Linked DNA regions of Mus musculus: region 2 is linked to region 1. A link is a contact called in public HiChIP or PLAC-seq data. All regions are on one chromosome and are shown on one strand. The core of a region is the stretch at or near the end of the contact, and the rest is flanking DNA. Distances in the headings are between cores, read along the strand shown.

Region 1 (4,319 bases), core at 1,741-4,240:
TTCCTAAATAACGCATGACTATAACTGTGAGGTCTCTTGAAAAGTGTTCCATGAACATTAACTATAATAAGATTAGCGTATACATTAAATTAAAATTTACTCTCTCCTTTAAATGTCCCATGAAGCTCAATTTTCATTGAACATATGTGCATTTTCTTTTCTGGCTGAATCCTGGTGTATTATTTAGACAAGGCCCTGCTCTTGGGAACATATCAGGGCCAAACAGCAGACACAGGAATCTGTTGTTTAAGCAGGAAATCTATAGAAAATGAAAATTAGTTACTTAAATGAAGTTGAGTGTTATTTTAATATCTGAAATTAATCAATTAATCATCATGGTTATTAACATATCTTCTTCATTTGATAAAGAAACAAACAGAAACTCAAAGACTATAGGGCTCCTGACAAACTCTCACAGATTGTCTTACAAATTGGAGAATGGCTGAAGAATGTGCCTTTCTGTCCCATCCAGACCCTGTCCTCTACATGGGTTCTGGAGATCCGATTCAAGTCCTCAACCTTGCAAGCAAGCACCTGCTGACTGAGCCATCTTCCCACCTTGCCCTTGTCCCTTTTAAATGCCTTCCGCATCTCTACCACCACCACCAGACCTGATCCCACACTTCACACCCTGTGTAAATATTTTCTAACATAGTGGGAGTTTAGCTGGTGAGGATTTATTGACATGTTTATGTAGTGTAGTAGTGCAAAGAAACATTTGATGAATGTAGTGGTTTGTTTATTTGTTCAATGGCCAACACCCTCCCCTCAAAAACCAACAAAGGTAAAACAAACTCCAAAAATCAGAGCCTTGAAGTACACAGTAGGTCTTTTATAGTTCCATTTCAGGAAACATCACTAAAATATTATGTTATTTTTTTTCACAGTCATTAGCTAAAGGAGGCTCTACTACGCATACCGAAACCATCAGTAGAGTGGTGTGTGTGTGTGTGTGTGTGTGTGTGTGTGTGTGTGTGTGTGGTGGCTCATAGCAAAAACTGATGGGGAAAAGCTTATTGAGGGAAAAATCTGTATGTGTTTATTTCATGCTTTCACCATGAAATAAAATATTCTTATTGTTCAATTTCTTAAGAAGATTTACAATGTTGAGTATCCAAACTTCTTAAAGAGGTTGAATATTTTCCTCTGACTGTGCCTCATTAGAGCTCAGAGATCAAGAGTAAGGCAGGAAAAAGGAGGCGGGAAGAGAAAGTGAGAAACAGAGAAACCAAACCGTGGGAGGCAGAGATACTAGACCCTAAGACAGGGGTGGAAGCCACTGGGACTCAGTCATAAGAAGCCATTTGTTTTGTTTAACTATTTGTAGATAAAACAAAGACCAACATTTGAAAAGCCTCATGTCTCTGAGGCTAAGAGCACACACTGATCTTCCAGAGGACCGGAGCTAAGCTTCCAGCATCCACACTAGGCAGGAGGCAGCACACTGCTGCCTGTAACTTGTCAGAGAACCCAATACCTCTGCCCTCCAGGCACAGACAAATAATTTAAAATAATAAATATCAATACTGAAAACGATCTGATAATAAAAGAGAGACAGAGAGAGCAATAGCTATAGTAAGGCTGCAGTTCTCCTTGGGTAAGTCAATACGTGTTAGCCGGATCTGCTGGGTGTTGCATCCATTAGCCAGATCTACGATAGTTGCGGGGTAGGGGTGGAGTTGGGATGGGTGTGTGTGGTGTGATCCACCGGGGATGATGGGTTGTTAGTTCAGGCTTCCAGGGTGGAGCGAGTGAGCAAGTGGAATTTCCACTAAGGTGCTACCCAGAGTTTGTGTGCCCACGCTCGGCGCTACATACCAGGTGCATTAAAACCAACATTAATTAGGTAAAATAAACAATTGGAGCTTTCTGCAGGGCGTTCCACTTAAATACTAGATTCCTTTTACACTGTTGCTTCATGCTGCTTCTGACCTCTTTTCTGGTACAGTTTTGAGATAGGGCTAAGTAGCTCTGGCTCTCCTGGAACATTCGGAGATCCATAGGCCTCTGCTCCTCCCGCCCCCTTTACCCCACCCCACCCCTGGACACCACCATGCCAGGCCAGGCCATACTTTTTGTTTTTTAATGTTCTTGTATATTTCTGGTCACAGCAACTGTTCTTTCTATAAAGAAATTTCTTCAGATGTATAAACAGGCAATCACATTGTAAGTTTTATCTGATTATTTTTCTCTGTGGGAGAATTCCCGGAAGGATCGAGGGATATCTGTCATCCCTGCTCCAAGCTATCTACCCATGGTTGTTCTGTGAATATCTACAGTCATGTGACCGCCTACGTGTATTTTGTGGCTTTTAGAAAACTGTTACCAATTTCAAAAGATCACACAAAACTCCTGAGAACAAAATAAGGCTATAACACGGGTTTCACAGTCCTGAATTTGTATTTATCACAAACCCACTCACTCTCCAGTTCAGAACCCCTTCTCTTGGGAGCATCTTTGGTTCGTACAGTTAGTACAGATTCTCCCCACCCTCTATTCTTCCCATCACAGATATTCAGAAAATAGAAAGTATATACTGGAGGATCTATAGAATTTGCAAGTTTTGGAAAGCTATAAAATAAAAATTTTCTAGACCGGAGCTCATCTCATCTCATTCTGATTTTGAATTTAAAAAAAAAAAAAGTTAAAACAGCGGGATTGGGTTCAGTTTACTCAAGTACTCAAATTACTGGGTGGAAAACTCCAGTTGAAGTCGATGTTCTTTTCCTAAAAGCAATTTGTTCATATGTAAAGAATAAGAAGGCAGTGATGCCCCTCTTATTTTCCCTTGAAGCCCTGAGGGGTCTCCTTGATGCTTGGGGTTCCTGAAAGAGCCTAAATCCGCAGACCCTGCGAGAGTGGGGGCGGGGAAGCGCCCCCCCCAAAGAATTACCCTCATCTTCCTCCAGGTGTCACTACAGGCCTGCGCATTTCTTTCGCCTCCCCTCACCCTCCTTGTCCATTGATAAAGTGGAGGGTGATTTGTGATCCGCCTCGCTGTGATTGCGGAGGGAAACAGCCATCTTGGCTTGTCTCAGTAGTAGATTTGTTTTTCTAATTTCTTTATACTTGAAGGTTTACCAGATGCTTTATTGCCAGAGCGAGGCTGACTTGCGGTCTCTTTTCTTTCTCCTATCCCCGGCCCCGCACCCCTCCTTTTTGTTCCTAGAGACAATCAGTGTCTCTGGTCCCAGCTGCCACTGCTGATTTTTCATTACAGTTTAATTTAAAACTGGGATTGGAATGGAAATGTCTTTTTGCCATTTGGGGTTTGCAAGGCCTGTGGTTTTATTGCCAAAGGCACAAATGTTAGTTACTACTGTTTTTCCAGAGTTTGCTGGGGAGGGGTGGAGGTAGAGATGTGGGGGGTGAGAAAGACAGCTGGACTCTACAAAAGTGGGAGGGGAAATAGAGGGGGAAATCCCTCTCTGAAGGCAACGTTATTCTGAGAACTGTTTTGTCTGATGTTTTCAAGAATCTCATTTGGGTCTCGAGGAGGAGAAGCTAGAGATGTATCTCCTTAAATGTCCTTCCCTGTAGGTTAAATATTTGTCAGCCCAGCTAGTGAGATACTAGATGGATCACTATAGAGGGTGATCACCAGGTGGGATCTGCACTGCCGGGGGGTGGGGGTGGGGTTGGGGGAGATGGGTTCCCGCTTAAGGATAGTACATCTGTGGATCCACTTGACTGCAGCTGGCAATGGGAACACCCAAGGAGGGACTGCTCTGTGTACAACCTCAGAGGGAACAGTCTGTTTATAATTGCCATCACATAACGTCTTTCACTAGCTTCTGCCTTCTTGCTCCTTTGCAATTCTCGAATTGCACTCTTAGAGTTTATTATCCGCCAGTCACGGAACCCAGTCCAGTCACAGGCTGGTCCCTATAATCCCTCAGAAGGTTCTTAGTGATGGGCTGAGGGCTGGGGAGAGGCTTCAGTGCCCTTAATCCCTGCACTGTGGAGGTAGAGACAGGAGGACCCTGGTACTGACTGACCAACCAGCTTAGTCTAATTGACAAGTTCCAGGCCAAAATGAGATAGAAAGTTGCTGAGGAATGATACCCTGGGTTGACCTTTGGCCTCAAGATAGGCACGGGGTGGGGGTGGGGGGCGCGCGTGAGCACACACACACACACACACACACACACACACACACACACACTTACCAGTTTAATGGACTGATTTAATTATATTCAAATCCTCCTAAGATTGGCTATGTTTGTACTACTTGAGTGTAAAACTGTGAGAGAAGGACATTCGTACTCGAAAGTAGTCCTGCAGGAACAGCAGGCAGGCAGGCAGGGAGAAAGGAAGCC
Region 2 (4,409 bases), core at 1,380-3,879, 280 kb after region 1:
GAGAGGTTTGCCGATGACTAGTGTATATAAGAAGCATAATATAGATGCTTAAAACCTACATAGTCTTTTCCAAATTAATGACTATATGGTTAATAAGAACAATTAATGATACTAACAATATCAGTACACTAACACTACTAATCCTCTAAGAACAAACAGGGCAGATCTTGCATATGTAATCTAGCCTTTTAGATATTAGTGAATTAACAGTGGGCACCTTAAGAAACTAAAGTCATCTTTTGTCTTTTAATTTGTTTTTGTTTGTTTTCAACAGTGGTATATATTCTTAATTCTGTTTCATTATAACACTTTGGTAGTATAGCAGTTGCTACTAAAACCTGTAGCATCTCCTACTGACAATTGCCAAGTGTAATCTTTATCATCTGAAGGAAGATTTGACTTTTGTAAATAGTGAGCTATCTGAAACCAAGATAATTAGTCAAGAGCAGCTAAGGTTTAGTAGGGTCTCCCACAAGCATAGCTATGGCAATGCGAAATGTGTTCTGAACTTAGTTGATTTCCTGCTGTAAGCCACTAAATATGTAGAACTTCATACTGTCTCTCATAACAATCCGTACAATCTTCTTTGTCTTTAAAGAAAAATTTTTATAAGTTACAAAATCTAATCACTCAGTTGTGGGAAATAAAAAGGCCATAATATAATAATGAAATTTTATTTACTATTCTTGACTACAGAAGTTTAAGTAATTCAGTTTTTATTTTAACTACTACTGCTGCTGCTGCTGCTGCTGGGATTGTATGGGTAGTGTGTGTGGGGGGGGGAGTGAGAGATCACACAATCATGTGGGTACCTCGGTGTATATGGCAGGCGGTATGATTATGTATATGTCACAGGATTTACTTACAGCATTTCTTCTTAGCTCTCAGCTAGTTCCCTTACTTTGAGACCAACTCTTCTACCTGATATGAAGCCACTGAACTCATAGGTGCGAAGCCCTAGAGCCATGTTGAGAGGCTGACATCTTCCTTTGGAGAAGTCAACAGTACAATAGTGACATCTGAGCCAAGGTGTAACAATGCAGTTGTCTCCTGGGAGTTTGCAAGTGGCACCTAAGCAATCTTTCAATATTAATCTGTAACACAAGAAGTTGAAAGCTAACGCTTCTGCGGGCATTCTGCATGAACTGGGGTGCCAAGAAACCTTGCCTATAAAGAAAAACTAATAATAATACAGAAGACATGAACACCCATAAAGATGAAATAAGGGAATTCCCCTCGTGGCTAACGGCTCCATTTCCCAGTTAGTGAGTGATCACTTCTGTGATGTTGCATCACTGTACTTATTTTACTTGAGTTACTATTGCATCCTTAAATAACATGTGACCATTTTCAGGCTTATTTATTAAGATAGGTTGAGTTTATTTTATTACTTTCAACTCTCCAGATGGCACTTAACAGTTGATGCATGCAGTGACCCCAAGAGAAAGCTGTGTCTTTGCTCTTGAAACCCAGTTTTCCTCTCATGGGGATTTAATGAGAAAGTGATGCCTTGCCTCAGCCTCGGCCCTATGGATTGTGTTATCCGCCAACTTCAGATTTTCAGAGGATGCTAGCAGGACGCTGGACTTCCTCTGAGGGTGGACAAGTGCGAGTAGTGGCCTCTGGATCACAGTCCATAATGGACCATTGTGGGGAGTGGACAGATGACTGTGGTCTTCATGGCCCTATACAAAGGAATTTGCCTGATGTTGCCCCAGGATGCCTAGGAAGAGGAGGTAGAACACTATCAGTATCCTACATTCAACTCAGCAGTAGCTCTCTCATTACCTAGGCTACAAGATGAAAGTGCTAGCTGTGAGTGGAGACACTAGGCTCAGTACCACATCTTCAGGCTCACCCTCTCCCTCCAGCTCATCCAGTGTCACACTCTATGGCCTCTCCCACCACAGACACATGACTTTTGCAAGTCCTTTCTCCTGTGTGGAAGTCACTTCACATGCTACCTCTCCCCCCACTCCATCTTAGACTCCTAACCACTGGATCTAAAAATAGTCTGATTTTTGAAATCAGCTTCCAGAGCACTCTTTTGAAGGGCCCTTGCCTGGCTTTTTCTCTATCCAGAATGGTGCTGTTCTTTTGTTTTCTCTGCACAGTCCCACACTTTATATATATTTGCATCTTACTGTCTCCACTGTCCTTGTTTTTCCCAACATAATACTTTTATTGATTATTTGGGAATCTCATGTAATATACCCCAATCATACTCACTTCCAGTCTTCCCAGGTCTTCCCTCCACTCTTGTTATCCCCTCCCCAAATAAAACAGAAAAAGAAAGAAAAATGAAAAGAAAACAAACAAACAAACAAACAAACATACTAGGAAACACAAGTTCAATTTGTGTTGCCCATATACTCACTGAGCAAATTCCTACTGGTCAGCCCTGTAAAAAACAAAACAACAACAAAAAGATCTGAGTCCTTTCCCACCCACACTCAGCTAGGAGCCATCAATTGCAGAGAGCTACACTTCATATATATCACATTTTTTAAGAGTTTTCTTAGATGGCTTCCTGTCTAGGTTGTTACTTTTTTGGGTGGGGTTCTTTCTTATAATGAGTCATGTATGTGAATCATGGGAAGACAAGAACCACATCTGTCATCTATGAATGTCTAGCTGCCCAATTACTGATCTGTAGCAGATGCTGTTGGGGGTAGACCATGGATGGATGTGTTCATACATATAGAAAGAAGTGAACTGAATCTAGAAGGTCATTTTGTTTACTTGCATTTTAACTATATGGTTTCTGCCTCCCTAGAAGGCTAAGCAGATGTCACAACCTGGAGAGTACCTTAAAACTGTTGTTCGGCCAGGACATTTATGCTTGAGCAGTGAGTTCTTTCTGGTCCTGAGGACCTTAATAGTAAATGAAAATGTTATCTCCCTCCACCCCCTTTGTTGATTTTTTTTTTCTTCTAAATATGACTGAGAGAGGTTTTGCATTGGGTTAAAAACTCACAAACTGAGATGGGGCAAACATCAGCTTTGTTGTTGTTGTTGTTGACTAGTATACACACAGCATCTGCCAACAGCCAGCAACATGTGTGATGACAGAGAAAAGGAAGGAGGGAGCAAAAACAGAGGGAAGGAAGACTAGTAACATGTTTTAAAAGGTCTTTTCCATATATTTAACAACTGTGTGTGTCTGTCTGTCTGTATGACTGTGTGTTTGTATGTGCATGTGAATGCCATAAATGCATATGCCCACTGAGACTGGGCCTCTAGAACTGAATTTATAGGCTATTGTGAGCTGCCTGACTTGGGTGCTGAGAACCAAACCCGGGTTCTATACAAGAGCAGAACATACTCTTAACTTCTGAGATGTTTCTTCAGCCTCAAAGGCAATTTTTAAATTACTTGAGAAAAACTTTTTATCCTCTTAAGTAAATTACACACAGCAAAACCACAGGTAAGTGTGAACACACCCAGTGAAATACCAGTGGGATCAAGTGTGGTTCATGGCTCACTATCTATCATCCCTTACCAATGTGTTGGTGAAGGTTATGGCTTAGATGTTGGTATTAGGCCATAATAATATAACCACTATGGATGTTGGCTCTCTGCTTCCAACCCAGCTCTTATTCTTGAAGACACTGCCCTGCAATTGATGCTTTGATGGTGATTTCAAATGCTTTTTTAGTTACACGTCTGAGTAACAGTCAACTCTGAAGGTTGCCTTTCTTTTTGGAGGGTATAGAGTTCAATAATGTTACTTCTGTTACTCTGACAATAGCTGGCTTATTCATAGCTGTTTTTATACACAGCCTTGTAACGCAGGAGCAGTGGGATTCCAACAGAGCTATGTATTTGTGAGAGAGCTTTCTTCTCTCAAAATATCTTCCACTTTTGTACCAGGCTGGTATGACACTCTTTGGAACATATACCTACAAAGGGTATCTTTGAGGTTGAGACCATCCTCTTCCCTGATACTCTCTTTAATCTATAATTGTTTCCTACTTCACTTTTCAATTCTATATTGGCTTTGGAGCAATGATTTGAAAGTGGAAACTGTTCAATAAAATGTCACCACTAGACTTTTTTTCAATTAAGATGTTTGTGGCAACTACAGATGCATTAAATCGTGAAAAAGAATAATGTAAGTCTTAATCTATGAAGGCAATATGGAAGAAAATCTATTCTAAAGCCTTAATTTCGCAATCAACTCTGTCCTTGAGAAGCAAAGGGACTTGTGTAAAATCACATTTGAAAGCCAGTGGCAAAGCTAAGAAAACAAAACAATAAACAATAAACAAAAAACAAAAAGCTGTCAGTCATTTTCTACCCCAAGTGTCTTACTACACACTATGTAGGGAAAACATGGGTAGGGGTAAATAGTATATGGCATAGTCATGGATGAGTCTAAGGTCACATTCTTCTTATTCCTTAGACTG

Evidence for each region. HiChIP or PLAC-seq counts read pairs in DNA pulled down with a chosen protein or histone mark.
Region 2: a BATF HiChIP or PLAC-seq map of CD8 T cells shows a contact between it and region 1, with 9 read pairs. The contact joins two enhancer-like sites. A contact is called at or near these places in 1 of 15 datasets of contacts at CTCF or cohesin (CD8 T cells) and 1 of 115 datasets of contacts at active chromatin or transcription factors (CD8 T cells).

The regions. Positions count from the first base shown.
Region 1 is chr1:61,136,466-61,140,784 of GRCm38.p6, forward strand. No RefSeq gene overlaps it. Among named protein-coding and RNA genes, the nearest start is that of Icos, 160 kb to the left of the region's middle. Within about 2 kb of position 2,991, at least 74 of the 459 cell types and tissues checked have an H3K27ac peak or open chromatin away from gene starts, as enhancers often do. A contact at or near this core is called in CD8 T cells, where this site is marked.
Region 2 is chr1:61,420,847-61,425,255 of GRCm38.p6, forward strand. No RefSeq gene overlaps it. Among named protein-coding and RNA genes, the nearest start is that of 9530026F06Rik, 45 kb to the left of the region's middle. Within about 2 kb of position 2,630, at least 8 of the 459 cell types and tissues checked have an H3K27ac peak or open chromatin away from gene starts, as enhancers often do. A contact at or near this core is called in CD8 T cells, where this site is marked.